Regions from separate parts of the Ovis aries genome. Here region 2 is linked to region 1. Evidence: chromatin contacts called from public Hi-C data. All regions are on one chromosome and are shown on one strand. Each heading gives the region's core, a stretch centred on a gene start, on an enhancer-like site or on the middle of the called end of the contact. The rest is flanking DNA. Distances are from core to core; before and after follow the strand shown.

Region 1 (6,037 bases), core at 259-2,758:
AGGAAATGGCAACCCACTCCAGTGTTCTTGCCTGGAGAATCCCAGGAACTGGGGAGCCTGGTGGGAGGCCGTCTATGGGGGTCATACAGAGTCAGACACGACTGAAGTGACTTAGCAGCAGCAGCAGCAGCAAGTAGATGAAACATGGAAGAAAAATGATAGATTCAATACCATTGGTGGTGTACCAGTTCTTTAGGCGGATTCACAGATACTTATCATTATGCAGCATATTTTAAATCTATACTTATCGTGTGCATATATAATTATGTAATTTACACATTTATAAAAATGCCCCCAACCACGTAAAGCCTCTACCTTTTAGCACAATAGTGAGTTGATGATCCCAAACAAACGAACAAACACTGAATTTGAAAAAAAAAAAAAAGGTTAAGAAGTTAAGACAACACAGGCAGGAGGCAAGCTGGGGAAGATGCTTGTCTGCATGCCAAGGGTCACATGTACCCGTTTAGGTAACCATTTGTTGTTGTTCAGTTGCTAAGCCCTGTCCAACTCTGTGCAACCCCAGGACTTCAGCATGACAGGCTCCTCTGTCCTCCACTATTTCTGAAGTTTGCTCAAACTCATGTCCATTGAGTTGGTGATGCTATCTATCACATCTTCTGCCGCCACCTTATCCTTTTGCTTCAATTTTTCCCAGCTTCAGGGTCTTTTCCACATGTATGTAACCATAGTTTTAAACAGTTTCTTAAGACCAGGGCATAGGTTAGGAAATGATCATGAACAGCTGTTATCACTCACTACCTTAGGCGTGAGAGTTAATTATGTGCTTTTCTTGCTTTCACGGCAAAAAGAAATCACAATTCATTAAACTTTGTCAGCGATGTGTATACCCAGTATATCCACACTTCAGCCAAGTCAGCATAATATATAGACTCGTGATGGGTCCTTTAGTCCTAAGCTATTAACTATGGAAAGAGTAATTCATGTAAGCCATACCTCTCAATTATTTAGAATTGGAACAAACTTTCAGTGCTTTCCTAATTTTCTTCACATTATCTTGGGGCAACTCATCCAAACTTCCCATCAAGCAACTCATTCATTTCTGAGAAGTGGCTCACAGAAAACAAAACGGCAGTTGCGGGGAAGGGAAGAGACAGTGGCAGGGAGAAACCTCCAGGACAAAGGGGTTGTGGGAGCTGAAAACATGGAAAATGTCCACAGTAAGAAGTCCAAAATAACATCCAAAATTGGGGGGAAACGCTCAAAGGTTCTTTTCTGTGCAATAAGGAAATTCAGATTAAGAAATCCATTTTTTAATAAAGACATTAAGCAAAACATTCAACTTCAGCAAAACCCACCACAAAGATGGCGATGGGACGAAGCCCCTACTCCACCCGCGGCCAGCGGCGCTCGCCTCACATTTCCCACAAACCCCTCGGCGCGGCCCGCTGGCCAAAACCTGGCCGGCCTGCCTACCACCACCGCGCACGCGCGGCGCGACGTCACGTGCGCTCCCAGGGCTCAGCGGAGCTGGCGGGAGGGGCCTTGCCAGTTTCCGCCGCCGCGTCGCTTCTGAGCTCGAGCGGCGGGTTCTCGGTGCCTCCGCCGCGGCGGAGCAGTCGGGGGTCGCGAGGCCGATCGAGGGATGCGAGGTGGCGCGGCCATGGGACTGCGCCGAGCCCGGTGACAGCAGGGAGCCGAGAGGCCCGGGCCCTGAGCGCGTCTCCTCCGGGGAGCCTCGCCCTCCTGCTCGCGGGGCCGGGGCTCCTGCTGCCGTTGCTGGCGCTGCTGCTGGCGGCGGCGGCGGCGGCCAGAATAATGTCGGGCCGCCGCTGCGCCGGCGGGGGCGCGGCCTGCGCGGGCGCGGCGGCCGAGGCAGTGGAGCCGGCCGCCCGCGAGCTGTTCGAGGCTTGCCGCAACGGGGACGTGGAGCGAGTTAAGAGGCTGGTGACGCCCGAGAAGGTGAACAGCCGCGACACGGCGGGCAGGAAGTCCACCCCGCTCCACTTCGCCGCAGGTAAGCGGGACCAGCGCCGCCTTGCCTCGCCCAGACCCCACCTGCGCACCCGGGTTTGCAGGCCCGAAACCAGACACTGCACCTCTCCCCCCCGGCCTTTCCCCCTGGGACTCCGGTCCCGGTTCTCTTGATGTCGTCGAATGGGAGGTGAGCAGTTCCCTAGGGTTTAGGGGGTGAGTGTGCCACAGTCACTGGAAGTTGTTATTGTTTGTTTGGGTTTTTTTGCTTTGTTTTGTTTCGACAATACCTGTACCCACTTCCGGTCTTAGAACCCTAAAAGGCCTCTCTACAGGCTAGAAGGAGCAGGGGACGAGGTAAACCTTGTGAATTTTAAAGGCCAGTTATCTCCCAAACCTATCTTTCTTGCACTTTCCACTATAACTCTTAAAAGTCCTTTGTGTTACGTTCTTGAGGCTTTTGTCAAAGGCAGGGATGTAATTTAGGAGGATCAGCTTAATGGCCCATTGACACATTAGCATTAATGGGTTTACGTGGGTAGCACTCATTGGCAAGTTTCTGGAGACGGACTGGAAATAGTCAAGTTTGGAAGAACTGAGGTCTGACTTAGGCTGGGTGCGGGATGCGTGAGGGTAGTCTCTGCCAGACACAAGTTGGGATGGAAAGTAGTATAATGCCAGCAAAGATGGTGCAGGGACTCTAGCTTGGGTCTAGATTTTAAATCGGAAGTAATCTCGCCTCATCCTGAGATTTAGATCGTTTGAATTACACACATACACACATATTTTTATATATGTTTACTAGGTTCATTTTATGATAGGTGTATTAAGTTTAATTGAAGAATATAAAAACTAGAGATGGGACACAGCTTATTTCTATGAAGCATTTATACTTTTCTCTTGGTAGGATTGTGATTGCACTCTGGAATGATGAGCCGAGAAACATAAGAAAGATTTCCTTGTTCACAAGCATTGCTTTTACGCTTTCAGTGGGAAATGTGTTCATCTTAACCTGTACCTGATTTAGAATGTAAACATTACTGGGTTCTCCGTCAATTACAAATTTGTTGGGTTCCCATTGAGGAGCTTTGGAGAAGGTTTGGAGGACCGTTGGTGGGAGAACTAGAAACAGCCTGTGGGCAGTGGAAAGGGATGACAAGAATACTAAAGTCTTATCTCACGTTTAGCTAGTTTTGCCTAAAATTTTGATGATCACCGCTGTCTCTGACTTGAATTGTCCTGCTTGTCCGTGTAGTCAACATTTAAGCAACTGATTTGGGAAACTGTCATAACCAACTGATACATAATCCAAAGGGTAGTGTTACTCAGATTCTGTTTGCTTGATCTGTGGGATAAAAATAACCAAAGAAGATCTTAGTTGCTACCTTTCAAGAATTTGTTGTATTAATGAGTTCATATCTGAAAATAGTAATATTTAGAGACTTAAGGTTATGGATTAGCTTCCTATTGACCTTGTTCCTCCCAGCCATCCCACCGTGAGCTCTGTCCCAACATCAAAGCACTTTTTACCAAACTGAAGTGGAAAACTTTGTGGTTTGTTCAAACTGAAATGGAAAACTTATTTTAGGAATCAGTTACGCCTCACAATTTACCCAAATTATCAGGTACAGGTTATAAGATTAAGAATTTGAGATATAAAAGTAATAAAAATTACTAATAGTCTATATTAAACCAGAGTTTTAAAGCTCTGCATTTAAACCCAGGTGTATAAGAAATTTTAATTAACTCTGTAAATTCAATCTGAGTTATTACTTAAGATTAATGAGAGAGAACCTTGCTCAAATTTTTAAATAAATGCATCCAGCTGCATTTTTTCTTAATATGTGGAGAATATATTTCATAAACTCTTTGTAGGTAGTGAGTTATTAGTTATGTTAACATGCACGTCAGCATGTCATTGGAAGTTCAGTGTGGGTGGGATTATGTAACAGCCTGACGGAGCAGTGTCCTGTGTTTGTACATTATAGGGTAAGCTGTAGGGGAACATTTTTTTTTTTTAAGCCAATTAAAACTTGGACATTTTATGGGAGGTGGGTAGGTATGATTTTGTCTTTTTGTTTCAGTTCCAAGGAACAGGAATGAGAGATCGGTGCAAAGGAAAATGAATCACGATAGAACAGTTTAGAAAATTTGGTCTGTATTTTCATCTAAAATATTTAGTGCAGTTAAAGAATAATTGCTAGCCCTAAAGGAGTTAAGTTCTTGTGTCAAATGGAAAAAATAATCAGATAAACAGTAACTTTTATATTATCAGACTAGATTCCATTTCTTAAGTATGCTTCAAGAAGTCACTGCTTGTCAGAAGTTTCCTCTTCAATCCCCCTGCCACCAGCCCCTTACCTATCCCCTCCCCTCCACACACACACAGGATGTGAATGAGTTTTTTGTGACATATTACAAAACTTGTAGAGGCAAGTTGGTGGTAGGAAAGCTGCAGCTCTAATTTTGCTAAAAGCAGTAACATCTGAAATTCTTGACAGTATAATCCCCTAGAAAACAAGCAGGTTTCAGTAAAGGAGATTGCGTCTCTGAACTTGCTTCTGAAAAAATGAAGAGGGCCAGAATCTTTGGGAGAAGGTCATCTTTTTGTCCATCATAGCCAAAGAAAGAAATACACAGCATTCTCAAGAATCTTAGAACAGAACAGAATTTTCTGGCTTGAGAATCTTAAATATGTTTTAAGATGTGCAGAGAATTGTTCAATGGAAAAAAAATGTAAAATAACATTCAGTTCAAAGAATTCAGGTATAGAGATGGTAGAAAGAGATGATATATATGTATGGATATAGTTGTAGTTGGAGAAGACAAGTTGAAAAATAACTTGCATTGTTAGAGTTCTAGTTAAACAAAGTAAGTTTTGTTTTGTACTTAGTATGTTACTTTTCTGTATTTATAGTATGCTACTCAGCCATGTACTTTGGGCTAGTCAGACTTCAGTTGCTACATTCAATTATGTATAAAGTATGCATATGAATTGCATATAAGGTTTCCCACTCCCCCACACCAAGTGTGAACTAGAGCACCTGGAATTTATTTTACAATCAGAAACCTACTTATTCTAGAGAGAAAAGAAGACTAAGGCTAAACAATGTTGCTATCCACATATGTGGAAGAAGTCAAGTAGACAAAGTGAGGATATGACTTGTGTGGCCTTTGCAGTCAAAGCTAGGGGCTAGTAGGTGAAAGGTTACAAGGAGTCAGACTGCCTTTAACAATCTACTGAACTGTGGGATTGTCTGGGAGCCTCCTTACAGTGGTTGAATTGGGCCCTTTGAGAGGTGTGGAAAGGATTTCTGTCTAGGGAAGGCAATTGGACTGGTAGGTCAGAATCTGACTTGTATAAGAAAGTGAGATGATTTCTCCAGTTGAAGATGTTAATAACTTAGCTGCCAAGGGGCTTCCCTGGTGGTTCAGATGGTAAAGAATCCGCCTGCAATGCAGGAGACTCAGGTTCAATCCCTGGCGGGGGAAGATCCTCTGGAGAAGGGAACAGCTACACACTGCAGTATTCTTGCCTGGAAAATTCTGTGGACAGAGGAGCCTGGCAGGCTACAGTCCATGGGGTTGTAGAGTCAGACACACTGAGCAACTGACACTTTTACTTTCAGCTGCGAAAGACATAATAGCTTTTGTGATTACCACTGATAGCCTTTCCCAAAGTGGTGCTATTGAAGCCGTCCATTAATGTTGCAAAAGCATTTCCTTCTTTTGGCTGTAGGCCAACATCATAATTATGGGAGATCCACAAAAGGTACCCCCCTTTCTTACCTTGGGCTAGAATTATAGACTGTTTTCTGCTGTGGGGGATAATTAAATCCTGTATCAGTAGAAAACCCCTGTATCAAAGACCAGTCTATTTCAGACTTCAGATTTTTTTTTTTTTTTTTTTTTACTACCGGATCTCTTGTTATAGTATATTATCAAGACTTGAGTTACATTTTTTTCCTCAGCTGTTGGTGGATTTACAGATAGGCAGTAGACTTCAGTAGCAACCACTTTGGAGTACTTGTTTCAATATTTCTGCATTCAGATTGTTAGACTTTCATCACCCCAGAGGCCATGGCATCCTTTCCAAAGTTTC
Region 2 (5,815 bases), core at 1,825-4,324, 85 kb after region 1:
AATTGCCATAAGGACGTTTTTCTTCATAACCACAATACTGTTATCACACCTAAGATAATTAACTCTGCTTCACTAATGCCACTTAAAATAGAGGCCATATTTAAAATTTCTCAATTGTTCACAAAATACCTTTAAACTGAATTTTTTTAAAATCCAAAATCCAGTAAAATTTCATGTTTTGCGTTTGCTTTTTCTTTTTACAGTAATTATGTTATACAGTTATTATTTTCAACCTCCCTGGCATATTTCTGCAGTTTAAATTTGTGCACTGTGCCCAACAATGCACTGTGGATATTGACCATAGTTCTGTATGCTCTGCGGTAGGGCCTTGTTGTTTATCCATATTACACTTTATTTTTTAATCCCTTAGATCACTGAGAATGAATTACTAGTCAAGATTGTGAGAGAAAATATCAAATGGAACTCATAGCAGGAAAAAAACTGAAGGAAAAAAGGAAATAGAACATTTTCAGAGCGATCTTTTTATTTTTTTAAACCCTAAACTGTAGGTTAAGACCATACAGAATGTGAAAAAATATATATATAAATTCTTTAATGAATATTTCACTAAGTGCAGAAGTAGTGACTAATCAAACCAATTAAAAGTTTTAAAGAATTATCCCCTTTAAATCACAAATCAAAACCTCAAATGCTATTTTGGACTACTACCTGATAAAGAAAATTGCATCCATGAAGTCAGCAAGCTAGATGAAAAAGAGGAGACCCCTGGAACTTTTGGGGTTGTAAGGGAGTAAGGATCCTTGAAAATGACAATTACATCTTTCCAGCATGAAGATGTTCCTTGCATTACATTTTTTAAACTTAATTTTTTAAAAAGTATTATCTTGGCATGGCATGTAAGGTCTTAGTTACCCAACCAGGGATTGAACCTGCACCCCTTGCATTGGAAGCACAGGGTCTTAACTCCTGGACCACCAAGAAAGTTCCTTTTTGTTTTGTTTTGTATTAGCCCTGCTATTTGGCATGTGGAAATCTTAGTTCCCCAGTCAGGAATCAAACCTGTGTCCCTGCAGTGGAAGGACAGTCTTAACCACTGGACCACCAGGAAAGTCCCACATATATGTGAATTTATTTTCTTTGATATTTACCAACTTTCAATCATATAAAAATTATAGTTTTCATATGTATATATTAAAAATTTTTGTTGTTCAAAGGTATAGTTGAGACAGGAGGATAGGCTATTTACTAGCTTGTGTCATGATAATTTACTATTCAGACATACAGTAAGTGGGCTTCCCTCCACTGGAACTCCTGCTCCAGACTCTACAACTGTTGGAGGAGGACCTAAAGAAGGAAATGCTACTTGGTGTGATGTCTCTGCCTAAATAATCCTCGTATTCCCATCCCTGTTTTCACAGCTCTGAGAACCAATTCCTTACCCCCCGTAGCCTCCCCTGGCACATTTCCAAAGAAACTCTAGTGGGACAGACCTTCCTTCAGATGTGCTTCTGGGTTTAGCACAGCCTACCACTCCCTGGGGACCTAGCAGGCCCCTTTTCCTGGGGGTTAAGTGGGAAGTCAGTTTGAGCAAAACCACACAGTGCAGGGTGCCTTTGATCCCCACCAGCTGTTCACCTGGGAGGTTAATAGGCAACCATTGTTCCCCAACACATGCTGGGTTCAGACTTGGGAACAGGCCACCAACGCAAGTTCACAAACTCATTAACCCTTCTCACTCTTAGAACTGAGCTCTCACTTTCAGTATTTAACAAGGACCAGGAAAGACTATGAATTTCAATTAGGATCTAATGGCAAACTTTGAGATTAAACAATAGAATGACAAACAAAGAAACTTTTATGCTATTGATACAGAATTTTGTGAACCGGCATTCATTACCAAAATAACACACCAGTCCTGGAAATGGCAACCCACTCCAGTATCCTTGCCTGGAGAATCCCAGGGACGGAGGAGCTTGGTGGGCTGCCATCTATGGGGTTGCACAGAGTTGGACACGACTGAAGCGACTTAACAGCAGCAGCAGCAGCCTGTCTAAATGGTTATGTCTAAGTTATTTTCAAAATTCAAGAAAATCATTGACATTAAACTATAGTTATTATTTAAACGGCAAATGAAACGTTATGGCTATTAAAAGAGAAGGCCTCCTCTACTATTTTGAACAAATTTATCATTAAACAGTAGCCAGATTTTGAGGGTGCAGTCCAATGCCGCTGCTGGCCACTTCCAGCCCCTGCCCTGTTACATGCTACCAGCTGGTCCCATGAGGCTAATTATCCCTCCTGCAAATAACTTCAGCTCTCCCAACTTCAGTCCGCCCCCAGCCTTCCTAAGCCAGCCAACCTGCTTTCAGGCAAGCATGCTGTCATCTTGCACTGAGGTCCTCCTTCATTCTCAGTGACTCACTCGAAGTTTTTATAACGATGTAGGTGCCAGCCATTCACAGTTACTCAAAATGATTTCACCCTCCAGATTTTACTGAGGGTTTATGTTGTGGATTTTAACAGGGCTTTGCAGGAATATCCAAAGCCATCTAAGAAGCTGGTTGCCTACCCACATGGTAGAGACTGTTGGTGTGAGCTCAGGAATAAAAGATGTGACTGTCCTAACCAGCTTCCTCCTCTGAGGCACACTGCAGCAATAAGTTTTGAAAGTACTCCAATCCTCTGTGTGTGTGTATTCTGTTGTGTTGTATGTTCTTTTGCTTTGCATTTTTAAATAAAATTGAGAGCCCTCCCAAGCCTTGAGCAGTAATCAGAAGGGAGGAAAGAGAGAAGGTAAAGAGCTGCCTCTAAATGCTGGAAAATATTTCACCCTGTGACACTCCCAAGGAGTACTGACACTTGATTAAATGTAAACTGTGACCCCTCACCCTTCTGGGGATCCCACACTAGTCATCTTCCCTTCAACCTCTCTACCTACATCTTAAAATCAATGCACAAGGGCCCTCTCCCTGTCTCCATGTGGAGAAGAATCGTCCTCATTGTGATCATTATGCGTGGGAACAAGAGAACATACGGATCAAGCCAGGATCACATGACCGCCCAGCTCAAAGGCGGCAACTGTCAACTGAAGTGCTGGTTGGTAGTTTCTGGCCTTTTATGGAGAGTCTCTGTGGTTACCTAGAAACCATGCCCTCACGTCATTTACACTGTTTCGCACTGTGCTGCTGACAGCCCTTTGGGAGATTCTGTATTTAGCCATTTCAAGCTGCGCCCTTAATGAAAGCATTCTTTTCTCTTCCTCTCTGAAACATACAACCCTGCACCCGTCCAGTCCCCAGATTCATTTTGGTTTTCCTTTGGAACTTTAGAATCAGTCTACGTAGTTCTCACACCACAAAATCCTTTTGGCATTTTGTTGTTACCATGTTTAAATGTGTAGATTAGTTGACATTTTTTAAATATTAAGCCTTCTTTAATAATAGTCATAATCACAATCCATATATGTTTTAATTTACTCAGGTCTTTCTGTTCTGCCCTCAAGTGTATTTCTGTGTTCTACATGTAGTTTTTGCATATTTTTTCATTGAGTTTATTCTTTGGTATTTTACCTTGTGTGTGTGTGTTAGTCACTTAATCATGTCCAGCTCTTTGCAACCCCCCAGGCTACTCTGCCCATGGGATTCTCCAGGCAAGAATACTGGAGTGGGTTGCCATTTCCTTCTCCAGGGGATCTTCCCAACCCAGAGACTGAACCCAAGTCTCCTGTACTGCAGGCAGATTCTTCACTGTCTGAGCCACCAAGGAAGCCCAAGGTATTTTGCCTTGGCTAGTCGGAGAAAGCAATGGCACCCCACTCCAGTACTCTTGCGTGGAAAATCCCATGGACAGAGGAGCCTGGTGGGCTCTAGTCCATGGGGTCTTGAAGAGTCGGACAGGACTGAGCGACTTCACTTTCACTTTTCACTTTCATGCATTGGAGAAGGAAATGGCAACCCAGTCCAGTGTTCTTGCCTGGAGAATCCCAGGGATGGGGGAGCCTCGTGGGCTGCCGTTTGTGGGGTCGCACAGAGTCAGACGCGACTGAAGCAACTTAGCAGCAGCAGTCATTATTAGTGGCACTTTACATTATCTTAGTTCTGCTGTTGTCTGTATATAATGACGGCTGAATAATTTTAATATGGTTGAAGCAGCTGTCTTGCTTTACAAAGGGGAAAGGAGAGCTCTGGATCCTGTTTTAACAATTGAAATGGGGAAGAGTTTGAATGTGGTGAGTCACAGGTCACAGGAGAGACGAACTTGAGGTAAGTTCATCAAAGCTCTGAAGTCCATAAGCATCCGGTGGGAAGTAAGAACTGCTCTTTGAAGTTGTAAGAGAGCCATGGAGCTGGGAGGGCAGCTGTGGTCCCCAAGCCTCCAAAAGCAGAAACATTCTCATCTCCTTTCAAGTCGTTGTCATTGAAAGACATCTCATCAATCTCAATGTTTTGCCAACTATGTGAAGAATGTACAGAACAGGTAAAAGTTTACATTTTCTAGGGGCTGTTCAAGGAGGGAGAAGCTCAGGAGATATTCAGTATCGGTCAGATTGTTGCATTTACAATTGTTCTTCTCACAATTAGGTCAGCCAAAAACCCTTCTATCTGATGGTGGCTCAAATGTCTCAGAGGTTGAGCCCTATAATATAAATGAATAAAGTCAACTGAGACGATGTGCAGGAGCAGTGGAAAAACTCAGGAAAATATATCTAAGTGCTTCCCTGGTGGTCCAGTGGTTAAGAATCCACCTAGCAATGCAAGGGACACCAGGTTTGATCACTGGTCTGGAAAGATCCCACATGCTGCAGAGCAGCTAAGCCCAGGTGCCACAACTACTGAGCCCTTGTTCTAGAGCCTGGGAGCCAAAACTATTGAGCCCACTTGCAGCAACTACTGAAGCCCACACTCCTGCAGCCCAGAGCCCCTGCTCTGCAACAAGAGAAGGCACTACAGTAAGAAGCCCTTGAACCACAATGAAAAGTAGCCCCTGCTAGGCACAACTAGAGATGTGGGCAGCAACGAAGATCCCCACAGGCAAAAGTAATGAAATAAATAAATCTTAAGGAAAGTATATCTAATGTAAAGAGGGCAGCCAACTTCAGCATCATGTTGCCATGTAGAAAGGTGTGTCGAATGTTGTCAGATCTAATTTTACACAAGAATTCAAACATCTGGCTTTTTATATGAAATTATTTAATTTTCAATGCTGGCAACAAATCCCAATTGGGAGGAAGGGAGGAAGAGCAAAAAAAATGCTATAACTACATGTAGGGCAAACAGAGAAATGATAGGGCCCAGGTTTGCCAGTTTGTGATTTTTCCCTTATGCAGACTTCTTACTTCTTGTCTTCCCCCAGCAATTCAAGATATTTTTAGGAACTTCAACGTTTAGTCAGAACTAGATCAAATGCAATCAAAATTTCCATTGTCCTGCCAGTTCTTTAAATCTAGCCATACAATTTCTACTGAGCACCTAATGTGTGCAAAGTCTATTATTACATCTTATTTAAAATGGAATATGTTAACAATTACATGAAACAGATATGACTGCCATTCTGAGATGTGTGCTTACATTTTAGCTGTTTTTAAAAACACGATCAAACAAAAGAGAATTGTTTTTTAAAACCAACTTCTATAATTCACTTCTGAATTTGGAAGGTTAATGGGGAAGTTTCAGAATACCAGGCATCACTCTGTTTAAAAGCAATACTTCTAAAATAATTCAGAGGCAAATCATCTCGAAAATCTTTTCACCGGAGTCAAGTTTGAGCTCCCATTGGCTTTGATCCCTATAGGGATCATCTATGACTGGAGACAGCACCCAAGTTCATTCTAATTCCTAAAGAGAGAAAAAGTTGG

The links. A called contact is a pair of places that touch in the nucleus more often than the background predicts.
Region 2: a contact with region 1 is called in a Hi-C map of hypothalamus, with 4 times the contacts expected there. The contact joins the enhancer-like site here to the promoter of TNKS2 in region 1. A contact is called at or near these places in 2 of 16 Hi-C or Micro-C datasets (hypothalamus and muscle).

What each region holds. Positions count from the first base shown.
Region 1 is chr22:13,143,157-13,149,193 of ARS-UI_Ramb_v3.0, forward strand. It overlaps TNKS2 (tankyrase 2), which reads left to right and starts at 1,509. Exons shown (of 27, transcript XM_027960494.3): 1 at 1,509-1,978. The coding sequence starts at 1,780.
Region 2 is chr22:13,226,622-13,232,436 of ARS-UI_Ramb_v3.0, forward strand. FGFBP3 (fibroblast growth factor binding protein 3) reads right to left here. Exons shown (of 2, transcript XM_027960225.3): 2 at 5,130-5,815. Among named protein-coding and RNA genes, the nearest start is that of FGFBP3, 20 kb to the right of the region's middle. Within about 2 kb of position 3,075, at least 31 of the 54 cell types and tissues checked have an H3K27ac peak or open chromatin away from gene starts, as enhancers often do. A contact at or near this core is called in hypothalamus, where this site is marked.